Regions from separate parts of the Pan troglodytes genome. Here region 2 is linked to region 1. The links are chromatin contacts, called in public HiChIP or PLAC-seq maps. All regions are on one chromosome and are shown on one strand. Each heading gives the region's core, a stretch centred on a gene start, on an enhancer-like site or on the middle of the called end of the contact. The rest is flanking DNA. Distances are from core to core; before and after follow the strand shown.

The links. HiChIP or PLAC-seq counts read pairs in DNA pulled down with a chosen protein or histone mark.
Region 2: a contact with region 1 is called in an H3K4me3 HiChIP or PLAC-seq map of stem cell-derived excitatory neurons, with 11 times the contacts expected there. The contact joins the promoter of TOMM40L here to the promoter of CFAP126 in region 1. A contact is called at or near these places in 2 of 7 Hi-C or Micro-C datasets (induced pluripotent stem cells and stem cell-derived neural progenitor cells), 1 of 1 datasets of contacts at active chromatin or transcription factors (stem cell-derived excitatory neurons) and 1 of 1 other capture datasets (stem cell-derived neural stem cells).

Annotation. Positions count from the first base shown.
Region 1 is chr1:87,850,455-87,857,027 of NHGRI_mPanTro3-v2.0_pri, reverse strand. It overlaps CFAP126 (cilia and flagella associated protein 126), which reads right to left and starts at 3,406. Exons shown (of 5, transcript XM_016930991.3): 1 at 3,296-3,406; 2 at 1,891-1,953; 3 at 1,650-1,730; 4 at 974-1,150; 5 at 182-598. The coding sequence starts at 3,322. The coding sequence ends at 413.
Region 2 is chr1:87,990,521-87,997,093 of NHGRI_mPanTro3-v2.0_pri, reverse strand. TOMM40L (translocase of outer mitochondrial membrane 40 like) reads left to right here and starts at 3,996. Exons shown (of 10, transcript XM_001173832.7): 1 at 3,996-4,188; 2 at 4,407-4,656; 3 at 4,940-5,007; 4 at 5,310-5,402; 5 at 5,684-5,785; 6 at 5,932-6,037; 7 at 6,234-6,356; 8 at 6,477-6,553. The coding sequence starts at 4,542. APOA2 (apolipoprotein A2) reads right to left here and starts at 1,476. Exons shown (of 3, transcript NM_001008976.1): 1 at 1,425-1,476; 2 at 997-1,129; 3 at 484-601. The coding sequence starts at 1,476. The coding sequence ends at 484.

The sequences.
Region 1 (6,573 bases), core at 2,157-4,656:
CCATGATTCAGACCAACTTTCTCTTGGTCATTTCTGGAGTATAACTGACTCAATTCTTGTAAAAATGTGTTCCACCCAAACCACTGTATGTTCTTTTCCCTACTTTATTTTCTCCTACCTTCCTTCTCCTAATTGTGTTACAAGAGGCAGCCATAGCAAGAATGGAAAATCCAGATCAGTAAAAGATTCAACAAAAAAAGTTTATTTTCCAAATTTGCTTTTACTCCCACCCCAAAATTTCCCTGTTTCACAGTTCTGACTGGGGGCTCTTGTTTATTTCACTCAGTCGCTATATGGGTTTTTCAGTGTGTGGCCACTTGGTCCATATGAAGTTCCAGGTTTGTATTTCTGGACCTCAGCTAGATTACGCCCTGCCCAGAGTTCTAGCATACGTGGACTTCCAGGTGGGCTCTTAGGATTTGGCTGGGCTTTGGGGACCTGGAGTATGACCTGCAGAGGGGTGTGAGCTTTGGAGTTCATCTGGGGAATTGAGGTTGGCAGCTGGGGAGCTTGGAATTATGGTTGGACTTCGTGCTTGTTGTACAGTCTTTGTGATAGACTTCTTTCTGAGTTTCTTCTGACTGTCTGGATCATGGGGCTGTCAGTGATAAGAGTGAGAGAGAGAGTCATGTCTCTGGTCAGGCCCGGATCATTCCTAATGCACCTCAGGATTCTAACTCCCTTTCTCCCCATACCATGGGCAGTAGATCAAGTTTCAAATAAGAAAAGTTAAATTTGATTTCTCTAACCACCCTCCCCCACCTTGAGATTAGATCATTTTCTACTGTTGGGGGTATGATGTCCTTAGCCCATCCCTTCAGGCCTCAGAAGGTGATTAAGGACTAGTCAAGATAAGACAAATTGGTTAGAGGTCCCCCATGCTGGGATAGTGGTGGCATAACAATAGACATTTTTTGAGGTTGAAAAGAAATTGAGACAACAGGGTTTTGGGTTAGATGGGAAGAATAGATACCTTGCCTAAGATTTCAGGACACAGCCCATTGGAGGCCTTGAGTAAATCAGGATTTTTCTGTATCCATTTGGTGAGGGAGGCAGCACCAGCAGTTGTACGGGAGGTCAGGGTCACCCGAGCAGGGGGTATCTTCAGAGGCATTTGCCAGGTGCCCATGAAGGAACCCCAAGGATTTGCCTAAAAATGAAAAGGGATTCCTCAGTAGGGCTTCTCACTCCCAGTAACTGACTTAGACCTCTGTTTGTATTATTTCCTTTCTTTACCTTTAGGAATGCATGGTTATGAAACAAGACTGAAAGCGTAATCTTCCCACCTTTCCTTATCCCCCTCCCTCATTTAGGCTTTGCAGGCCTAATTTTTTCATCCCCTTTACTCTGCCAACTTAAATTCCACATCCTTAGGCTGAGTGTGGCAAAGGAGTACCCACTGCACAAATGTCATCACCTGAAGGCTTTCATTTATACAGATCATTGATCAATTTAAGAACTTCTGAAGGGTGCTAAACACAACTCTATCCTGCTGGGTAAGCTGGCCGGAAGTTCAGGGGCTCTCACATTACAACATGAATTAGATTAAACTTTAATTTTCCCGATAATGGCTGTGAGAGACTGCACATCTCCCAGTTCTGTGCCTTAATTGTTTGCCTTTCTTGATAGGAGTGAAGATAGTATCTCACCTTGGAATGGGGCACAGAAGGCAGTAGATGACCACGATCGTTGGCAATAATTTGAGTGTAGCCTTCATGAGAAGAGATGCTCTGGGGTACAAGTGGGAGAGATAAAGGTTTGTGAGGGGAAAAAGGGAAGTATTTGGGGAGCTTGGTCAGAGAAGAATATGGGAGTTTAGAGAATGCTAAAAGGAGTTAATTGACAGGGAGAGCATGAGGCTATCTTGTAGGTGCACTGAACATGGAATACCTCTTTTGTTGGCTTAGTGGGAGACCAGTTCTGCAGATACTTGGATGAGAAAGCCTTTTCATACTGTGGAGAGAAAGATAAGTAGCCCTATGAGACTTCAAGGCCCCAAACCCAGGAAATGAAGACTAGGCACAATTCTTTAGATTTGAAGACCAAAGGCCTGACCAACCATGTAGGCTTTAAATCACTATGACAAGGGTGTAATTTGTTTGGTCTAGATGTGTGCTGTCCAACATGGAGCCGGGAGCCACATGGAGCTGTTGAGCACCTGAAATATGACTAGTTCAAATTGAGGTGCTTTATAAATATGAAATATGCTGAATTTTGAAGTTTTTTTCTTTTCTTTTTTTTTTTTTGAGATAGGATCTTGGTCTGCCACCTGGGTTGGGGTCAGTGGCATGATCCTAGCTCACTGCAGCCTTGGACACCTGGATTCAAGCGATCCTCCTCCCTCAGACTCACAGGTAGCTGGGACTACAGGTGCATGCCACCATGTCCAGCTAATTTTTAAATTTACTTGTAGAGATGAGGTCTCACCATATTGCCCAGGGTGGTCTCAAACTCCTGGCCTCAAGCGATCCTTGTGCCTCAGCCTCCCAAAGTGTTGGGATTACAGACGTGAGCTACAACACCCAGCAGGTTTTGGAGATTTAGTACAAAAAAAGAACGTAAAATGTCTGATTATAATTTTTTAAATACTGATTAAATGTTGACATAATATTTGGATTTATTGGGTTAAATTCAATATATTTAAATTTTATGTTTTAATTTTTTCATGTAGCTACTAGAAAATTTAAAATTACATTTGTGGCTCGCACTCTTTTTGTTGGGCAGCACTGGTCTAGATCAGGAGTTGGTAAACTATGGCCTATGGGCCATATCCATATTGCTGCCTGTTTGGGGATGGCCTGAGAGTAAGGGTGATGTTTATAAATGAACATTTACAGTTGATTCAATCAAATGGAACACTAACTTTGAATCCCAGTTAAGTGAAATGTTTTCTCAACCCCCAAAATTCCATTATTTTCATTAGTAGTACAAAAAATTGTACTCAGTTATATTTTGAATTTGTCAAAAATGTTATGGAAAAATGTTTTTCTTTAATTATGCAAGTAGCTACAGAATATTTTTGACTTTGCCACTTGGCCTGCAAAGCCTAAAATTTTTACACTCCACCCTTTTACAGAAAAAAAATTGCCAACTTCTGGTTTACACCCTACAAATTTAACCCAGAGATACCTTTGGATCGCCCCTGGGCTCTCTCTATCCCTGAGGAGGTAAAATATTATCTCACTCCACTCTCAGCTATCTGTTCAAAGATCAGAATCCTATGAGAGGGGACAGTCCAAAGATAGAATCTGAAAAACAAAAGTAAACGTTAAAGAAATGGAGAATGGGAACTTACCTGGTTGGCACTGTAGTTAGTGGCCATGATCTTGTGCTGTTTACACTCGTTGCTTGGCAACTGCAGAAGGCCGACCTCCTGGGACTACCAATGAGCAGAGGCTGCCTTTCTCTTCTGCTTATTATTATTCACTTCCTTGGCTCACACTGCCCCCATTTGTTTTCTCTGGAACTTAGATTCATTTTTATTTTAGAGACGGGAAAGACTGAGTAAATGTGAGAAAATTAGCTGAATAGCCACTACTTTTTTTCTGGCATAACCTACCCCTGCTTAAGAACTTCCACGGGCCTTTGATTGGGGTTTTTAACCACTTTAACAAACCATGTAACCCTGAGAGCTATACTTGTTGGACAACATGGTGTAATGTACCACAGGCTGTAGAGCCAGATACTGGGGTTTGAATCCTTATTCAACATGGGAACATAGGAGCTATATGACATTAAACAACTGTCTTGTCTTCACTAAATTTCTATCAACTCATTTGTATTGTGGAGATAATAGAGCCTGCTTTTACAGGGTAAGTGAGATAAAATGAATAAAGTGTCTAGACAATATCATAGCATAGTAGGTATTCAATCCTGGTGAGATCCTGTTTATAAGGCCCACTACTTCGTTTTATCAGACAGAATAACAAAGGAACAATATTTAAAAAGCAACTAGCTCAAATCTGTCCCCAGAAGGAAAAACATATCTTGTCCTTGGTCCTTAAAAAATTTCCTCTGTCACTGTCTAGAAGCACAGCACCTAAGAACACAGGCGTTTAGTGTTGACTGGAATAAAATGGAATCAGGTGCTGGTGCAGGGAGATTGAGCAGGGATGAAGAGAGAAAGTCACAGAGTGGAAAGGTTCAGGTTTGGAGAGTTCAATGGGGGGGAGCCAGGACATAAGCCTAATATTTGTGGGACAAGGAAACCCCTCTGAAACTCATAAAATGGCATTTTAATACCCATCTACGAGGTGGTTAAGAGAATTAATAAGTAAGTAGAACTGTGCTTTGTGAATTGTAAAGTGAATTTATATATAAGGTGTCAAGATGAAAGGGAAAAACTAAGAAATAAGTTGCCCAAAGATATCATTAGGACCAGGAGACCATTATAAAGCATATCCAGGCCGGGCGCGGTGGCTCACGCCTGTAATCCCAGCACTTTGGGTGGCCGAAGCAGGCGGATCACAAGGTCAGGAGTTCAAGACCAGCCTGGCCAACATGGAGAAACCCTGTCTCTACTAAAAATACAAAAAATTAGCCAGGCATGGTGGCGCATGCCTCTAATCCCAGCTACTCGGGTGGCTGAGGCAGGAGAATTGCTTGAACCCGGGAGGCGGAGGTTGCAATGAGCAGAGATCGTGCCACTGCACTTCAGCCAGGGCGACAGCGTGAGACTCCGTCTCAAAAAATAAAAAATAAATAAAGTATATCCATCAGTCCCTTCTCTTTTCCTTCTTCCCCCAAAATCCTCATCTTAACCAACACACCAAGTATAAGAGCACTCCTATGCTTCTGCAGATGGAGGGAAGAACACACCAAGTATAAGAGCACTCCTATGCTTCTGCAGATGGAGGGAAGAACAGCTCTTGTTTTATAGGCTCTGGAGTTAATACCTGGATAATGTGAGATCTGGAAAGATAACTCATGTGCTTAGTCCCTGTGGTTCTTATCACTCTCTAGAGAAGAGTTCTTTAAGGACCAAGGACTATCTTTGCTCTAGGATATCCATTTTGGCCCTTTAATCTGCAATGATAGGCTAGCATTATTTCTCTTAGAATTTGTCTTCAGTTGGTATGCCTCCCTCTGCCTTTCTGATAGGGATGTAATGATAAATGATGACTGCACTCATTTTTAAAAGTTAACTAGTTTTTGTTCAATTGAAAAAGTAATGTACATGGAAAAAATTTCATGTTTACAGGATGTTCAGTGAAAAGCAAATCTCCATTTGATTTCAACTCTCAGTCTTGCTCCTCAGGGCAACTGCTGTTACTCATTTCTTGTGTCTCCTTCCAGAAATCTTCTCTGCATACAAACACTAATGAGAGAGCTGTCCACATTGCTTTTTGATTTGCTTTTTGACTATCTTGGGGATTATGTTTTTATCATAATATTCCATTTTGGGATGCACCATAGTTTGTTCAGACCCATATGGATGACCATTTAGTTTATTTATAGTCTTTTGCTAATAAGGACATTGCTGTAATGAAAAATCCCTATGTATCTTTATGAACATGTATGTATGTATTTTTATGTACATATGTGATCTGTAGGATAAATGTTTTAAAGTACATTGCAAAGTCAAAAGGGTTTGTGCATTTAAAATAAGTAGATAGGCTGGGTGCGGTGGCTCACGTCTGTAATCCCAGCACTTTGGGAGGCTGAGGTGGGCGATCACGAGGTCAGGAGATCGAGACCATCCTGGCTAACATGGTGAAACCCCGTCTCTACTAAAAATACAAAACATTAGCTGGGCGTGTGGCGGGCGCCTGTAGTCCCAGCTACTCAGGAGGCTGAGGCAAGAGAATGGCGTGAACCCAGGAGGCGGAGCTTGCAGTGAGCCAATTTTGCGCCACTGCACTCCAGCCTGGGTGACAGAGCGAGACTCCGTCTCAAAAAAAAATAAATAAATAAAATAAGTAGATAATGTCAAATTACCACTGAAAGACATTGTGCCAGTTTGTACTTCTACCAGTGGTGTATGATGGCATATGAGTGCCTAGTTCTCTGCTTTCTTTTCAACATCATCGTTTTTTCTTTTTTTTTTTCAGTCTAAACTAATTTTAATTGAACTAATAGAATTGAACTAATAGAACTAATTGATTGAACTAGTAGAACTAATGTTAACTGAGCAGTTACTATATACATGCCAGGCACAGTTCTAATTGCTTTATTACATTTTCTCATTTAGTTCTCAACCCAACCAAGGAAACTGGAGAATACACAGTGAGGAGTAGAGCCAGGATTTAATCCCAAATATTCTGACTCTAGAGCCAGCAGTTTTAACCATTATACCATATTGCTTGTTAAGCTGTAGGTTGAACATGGTATATAATTTTATTTTTTGTTTTTGTTTTGAGACGGTCTCCCTGTTGCCTAAGCTCTGGAGTGCAGTGGTTCCATCAATATCCTGAGCTCAAGCAATCCTCCCACCTTAGCCTCCCAAGTAGTTGGGAGTATAGGCATGAGCTACCATGCCCAGCTAATTAAAAAAAACAAATTTTTTTTAAGAGATAGGGTCTTAACTGTGTTGTTCCTCTTGTCTTCAATTCATGGCCTCAAGTGATTCTTCAA
Region 2 (6,573 bases), core at 2,747-5,246, 140 kb before region 1:
TCCCAAAGTGCAGGGATTACAGGTGTGAGCCACTGCGCCCCACCAGGGTACCCTCATTTTCTATGACCTCCAGAAATCGAGGGATTCAGTTTGTGAATCCTTCCTTCCTCGCCTAGTTCCGTGTGCAATGCAAAGCCTCTTTAGTGTTCACCTGCAGAGTCGTGCCCAGGCTGTAGGAGACTCTTTGGGTTTGGAGAAGAATCATGGCACCCTCATCCTGTCATTTTCATCAGTTGTGTCTTCAATCCTTTCTTCACCCCTCCACACTCAAACTTCTCTCCTTCTAGAAGCAGATTTTTCCTTTTCCTTCCTCTTCTCCTCCCTTACTCCCCTACTTTTCCCAGTCCCGCAAACATACCAGGCTCAGAGCTGGATTCATTCAGCATTTATTGTAGCAAAGAGTGGGTAGGGACAGGAGCTCTAGGCCTGGCCAGTGGGTGTTCTAGAGGCCAGCTGGGGTTGGAAGACAATGGTCTGGACACTTCACTGGGTGGCAGGCTGTGTTCCAAGTTCCATGAAATAGCTCAAGAAGTTAACCAGTTCCGTTCCAGCCTTCTTGATCAGGGGTGTCAGCTGCTCCTTTGACTTTTCAAAGTAAGACCTGGATAGGCGAGGGGATTAGAGTTTAATCTGAGGGACCCTAGGCACTGGCAGGGGCCTTGGTGGTGGTGGGAGGTCAGAGCAGACTGACTCAGGTCCCCAAACTCTAGTGCCTGGTCCATCGCATGGCAAAGCCCCTAGGTAGGAGTAGAGTCAAGACCTTTGCTAGGTAGAGGGACAGACTCTAGAGACTGAAATTCAAGGCCCAGTTCTTGCTGTTCCTCTCTATCTAAGAGACGTGTGGGATCTTTGGGTGATGAAGTACTTTTTCTCTGCAATTTAAGCCTAATCTGCCCTAATCCCCACCCCTGGGTTCAGACTTCTGTGGGACCTCTCATCTTCCCTTCTTTCTCTCCACAGTTCCACAGCCCCTGAACTCCTTGCTCTGAGACTTACTTGGCCTCGGCCTGAAGCTCTGGGCTCTTGACCTTCTCCATCAGGTCCTTGCCATAGTCAGTCACGGTCTGGAAGTACTGAGAAACCAGGTTGTCCACACATGGCTCCTTTGCCTGTCTCCGAACCAAAGCTCCTGCACACACACACACACACACACACACACACACACACACTCTTTTCAGCTGGGTCCACAGCAATGAATCCTGGCCTCCTGCCATACCTCTGCCAGTACCCACCCCAGCTGTCTGCCCCCTCCCCAAAAAGGTATCCAGCCAGATCTCTGGATGGGCTTTCTGGGCTTTAGAGAGGGAATGATCTTCCTTTTGAGCCCTCTGGTTGCCAGACCTGGATATAAGAGCACAGGCAGATAGGTAGCTATAACCACCAGCACATTCTCCCTTTTGGCCCCCTCTCCATATCACACCCACCTTCAAGGCTGCAGATGGTGAGGAGCAGCACAGTTGCTGCGAGCAGCTTCATGTTGGTAACAGTGGGGAAGGCGGCCTAGGAAGAGGGTGGTGGGGGTTTGGGGGACACTGAAGCCAAATGGGCTTCAGCTCCTCCCCAGGGATCTCCCTACCTGCTGCCCATTCCAACCTGGCTCTCTCCCTCTCCACAACTGAAGCCCAGGCCTCTTTGGATGCTGCTCACACATCTTGCCTCCTTATCTTACCTAGTCAGCGTCTCTGTCCTTGGTGTCTGTGCCTGCCCTGGCTGGAGAGGAAGGGGCTATATACCTGTCTGTTTACCCACCCCCTGTCAGGTGACAGGGACTATGGATGGGCCCAGTGGGGCAGGGATTATGTGAGGATAAACAAGTTGGAGAAATGGGGGAGGAGAGGACAAGCACATGGAAGACTCATGGTGATGGGGTGAGAGGCAGGGGGTACAGCTCTTAGTGGAGGCTAAGGGGGTACACTTCAGGTATATTTGAGGTTCATTCTTTTGAGATCTGAGGTCCTTGGACTTGAATGCAACAGGAAGCAGGATTCCAAGTTATTTCTCTGGAAAGCTCTGACATATCAACACATGGAATACCATCAACCCATCATACCATGGAAAGCTTATGGTGTCTTTATTCCATTATGGGTAGATCTCATCTCTCAACCTTATCCCACTTTACTGCAACTTGGCAGAGAGATATTGGGGAGCAGAAGAAAGGAGAAAGGAATTGAAATCAGGGACAGGGTTGAGGGCTATGGGGGTTAGGGGAATGAGGGTCGGGTAAGAGGGCAAGTGTAAATGATCTTGTCCGTTTTTGAGTTAATGTGTAATGAGACGGGGAGAAAACAGGAGAGCCCAGAATGACCTGGATGCTGATCACTGAACATACCCTACCCCCAGTAAAACAAATTCAGAAAACAGCTTCCGCCCATACCCTCCCAACGGAGGGCTCTGGCAGGAAAAGAGGTGAATAAGAGGCTTCTACCAGGGTAAAGGTTGAAGGCGCCTGGTCATTTGATCACCTTATCAGTTCTAGGCAGTGATCAGCCAATATTGAGTCAGCAGGGGCAATAGCCCTGGCCCTTGTCTCACTCCTGTTGGGGGTGGGGGAGGGGGAGAGGTACATTCCCAGGTTCAAAGCATTTGGGTGAAATCAGTTAAATAGATATCAGAAGCTTTTGTATCTTTCACCCTTTTGCCCCCCAAGCATACTCGCTGAGTATGTGGAACATTCCTGAGGGTGAGAGTGGAGGCGCAGAGCTAATGAGGGAGGTAGTGACCAGAGACCAAGAAATCTTTGTTTTTTAACTTTTGTTTTAAATTCAGAAGTGTATGTGCAGGTTTTTTTGTTTGTTTGTTTTCCTGAGACGGAGTTTTGCTCTTGTTGCTCAGGCTGGAGCGTAATGGCATGATCTCGGCTCACTGCAACCTCCACCTCCTGGGTTCAAGCGATTCTCCTGCCTCAGCATCCCAAGTAGCTGGGATTACAGGCATGCGCCACCACGCCCGGGTAATTTTGTATTTTTAGTAGAGACGGGGTTTCTCCATGTTGGTCAGGCTGGTCTTGAACTCCCGACCTCAGGTGATCTGCCCGCCTCGGCCTCCCAAAGTGCTAGGATTACAGGCATGAGCCACCGCGCCTGGCCTATATATGCAAGTTTGTTACACACGTAAACTTGTGTCATGGGGATTTGTTGTACAGATTATTTCATCACCCAGGTATTAAGCCTAATATCCATTAGTTATTTTTCTTGATCTTCTCCCTCCTCCCACCCTTCACCCTCCAAGACCAAGAACTCTTACTCCATTTTCAATTATTCCCCTGTGGAGCGCTTAGTGCTTGAGGTCAGCCCTTTGGCTTGTCCTTGGTCCTGGGATGGAGTGCTTTTGGGGGCCAGGCTCCATATTCCTAGATTTTATTTGCCAACTCTGCCTTGGAACTCAGGGAAGGAAGGGTTAAATACAGAAAGCAGCTGTTTCAGCGAATAGTTCTGCTAGAACTTACTCCTCTGCGCCAAACTCTCACACCCGTTTCCATTCCACCAAGTGGTCAAGAGCGGGGACTTCGAGAGATGTAGACCTCCAGAAGAGAAGGGTGGGTCCCTGTTCTAGGGAGTGCTGCGCTTAATGAGTAGTACTCATTTGGAGGTGCGCTGTGGAGGGCTGTGAGGAGGATTTCCCATGGGTTCTTTGGAGAGAAGGGAGCGAAAGAAATGAACCAGGGTTCCAAAGAAGTCTTCATAATCGTTCTTTCTGCCACCCTTCACACTATGCCAGTCTACAAGCTGTAGTTTCACTTTTCTGATGGATGAAACTACATGGGTGGAAGGAGCTTCAGTGGCCCAAGCTACAAGATGCTCCCTCTAGTGTCTTGCACGCTCACAAGTTTTTTTCCGACCTTGGAGAGGCCTAGTGATCTAAAGCCTTCCACTTCAAGTCCTGCCCGCCTCTGCAGCTCCAGGGTTGAAGCTCTTGGGCCGTCAGACCTGCCACTCATTTTCTTCCTCCCTTCCCATTGGCCCATGGTAAATAGGAGGCTTTTTTTTTTTTTTTCATTGATTGGGCGGGGCCCAATCAGGGTTGGGTTGGGTCTTTGACAGCTTTCTTTGCCAGATTCAAAGATGGCGCTTACGGCCACGCTAAGAATGCAGCGTGAAGCTGCAGTTCTGCCATCACTCAAGATGGCTGCCCCCATCAAGATGACCGGGGTGTGCCGGGGGGAAAGGGGCAGCATGATGGTCTGAGATGGTAAGGGATACTGCACCATTGCAGGCCTGGTCTTGGGGCCTGGGAATGAAGAATAGAGAGGCTAGGGAGCTAGGTGAAGTCTGTGGTGGGGGCTAGGATCAGAGAAAGGGAGAGAGGACAAGGGTGACAAGTGGGGGTGAGAGATCAAAGATGGGGCGGGAGTGTGCCTAGGGTTGTCTCTCCATGAGTGCTCTCCTTCCCTACTCTTCCTGTTCCAGGTGTAGCGTCGGACCATGTGGAAGTTTCTGAGGCTGGGGAGCCGGATAATGGGGGGTGGGGCCCGTTGGGGGGTAAAGGGGCAATAGCGTCCTTTCACAGGCTAACCTCGGCCCTTCCCAGTCCTCTGGACTAAAATGGGGAACACATTGGGCCTGGCACCAATGGGGACTTTGCCCCGCCGGAGCCCCCGCCGAGAGGAACCCCTGCCCAACCCTGGGAGCTTCGATGAGCTGCACCGGCTATGCAAAGGTGAGAACTTGGCACTTGGGTGTCTCAGGATGAAGGGGCAGAGGAGTGGAGGGTCTTGAATGCCGGATGTCTGGCGATGGGAGCAGGAAAGGGGAGATCATAGCTGGGTCATGCAGCCTCAGGGAGGATCAGGTGCCCAAATGAAGTGGAGCATTTCATTGCAGGACTTGAAAGGAGGTTAATTCCTCCAAAGTGTTCCCTATGGGATTGAAAGGGGAGACTATCTTTTGGGATAGGGGTTCTTTGTCTGTGCTTATTCCTTCCCTTCCCCTACCCCCTTCAGATGTATTCCCAGCACAGATGGAGGGCGTGAAGCTCGTTGTCAACAAGGTTCTGAGCAGCCATTTCCAGGTGCTCCCACTTCTCTGGCCCCTCCTTACTATTCCCCCTTTCCTGTCCCTGGATCATCTTCTCCTTTCCTTTGTACTCCAGCCCTAGCCAGTCTATGTGGGACAAATGAGGGAGGATATGGGGTTCTCTTTACCTCCGTGCCTGTGGGACTTGTTGCTTTTAATCTGATGACCTTCTCTGTATATGTTGGAATATTTAGGATTCTTGAGAGGCCCTCTGGATGGGGAAAAGACTAAGGGTGGGATGAGGGATTGAAGTGGAGCAGGAATGCGCTTTTCTCCACTGAATCCTCTTTTCCTCAGGTGGCGCACACTATACACATGAGTGCCCTGGGCTTGCCGGGATATCACCTCCATGCGGCCTATGCAGGGGATTGGCAGCTCAGTCCCACTGAGGTGAGGGCTCCACACACCTGGGTCATCTCCCTAAAAACCAATCTGGGACCCAGGTCTGGAGGAAGAGGAATTGTGTGTGTTATGGGGAGGAATGGGCCGTAACCTGATTGTGTCTTTTCTGAATCAGAGAGGGTAGAGAAACATTTTCTGTGAAGAGCCCAGAGTGTGTCTTTGTGACTCCACCAGGGGGCGCTGTGCACTCTTAATGAAGTTCTATATTTGGGTTTAGGCTGAGTGGTGCCATCCGGCTCAGCCTTACTACTGTGTACACCCTTCCACAGGTGTTCCCCACTGTGGTAGGGGATATGGACAGCAGTGGCAGCCTGAACGCCCAGGTCTTGCTCCTCTTGGCAGAGCGGCTCCGAGCTAAGGCTGTCTTCCAGGTGACCACAGTTCCTGCCTCCATCCCCTGAGGCACTTCCTCTTTCTCCTCCACGGGTTTTCTGCTCTGAGGGCTTGGAAGGAGGAGCAGAGTCTATAATGATCATAAAGAGGGAGGGAGATTTTACTTCTTGCTCTTGCCACCCAGACGCAGCAGGCCAAGTTCTTGACATGGCAGTTTGATGGCGAGTATCGGGGAGATGACTACACAGCCACTCTGACCCTAGGAAATCCTGACCTGATTGGGGAGTCGGGTGAGGAACTGGGACAGGGTTCTTTTTATCTTGGCGGCCCATTTGCTAATGTTACTATGCCTCTTCATCTTCTGTACAGTTTGGAGTTTAGAAAAGGAACTTCTTGGGCAGGCTGGGGTGGCGGTTATTGGGGGTGAGGGAGCAGGTCTGGATATTGTCTCTATGACTGACTCCATGTCTCCCCGTTCCCCCACAGTGATCATGGTTGCTCACTTCCTGCAGAGCCTCACTCATCGGCTGGTGCTGGGAGGAGAGCTAGTTTATCACCGGCGGCCAGGCGAAGAGGGGGCCATCTTGACACTGGCTGGGAAGTACTCGGGTATGGGGCGAAGTGAAGTAGTGGTGGTGGGGGGGGGGCAATTCTGGACTTTTCTGGGGTTCCTGGACTGTGTTATACTACAGTTAACACTCCTTCCCCTCTGTACTTTGGATTTTACAGCTGTACACTGGGTAGCTACATTGAATGTGGGATCAGGCGGGGCCCATGCAAGTTACTACCACAGGGCAAATGAACAGGTGAGACCTCTGATCTCATT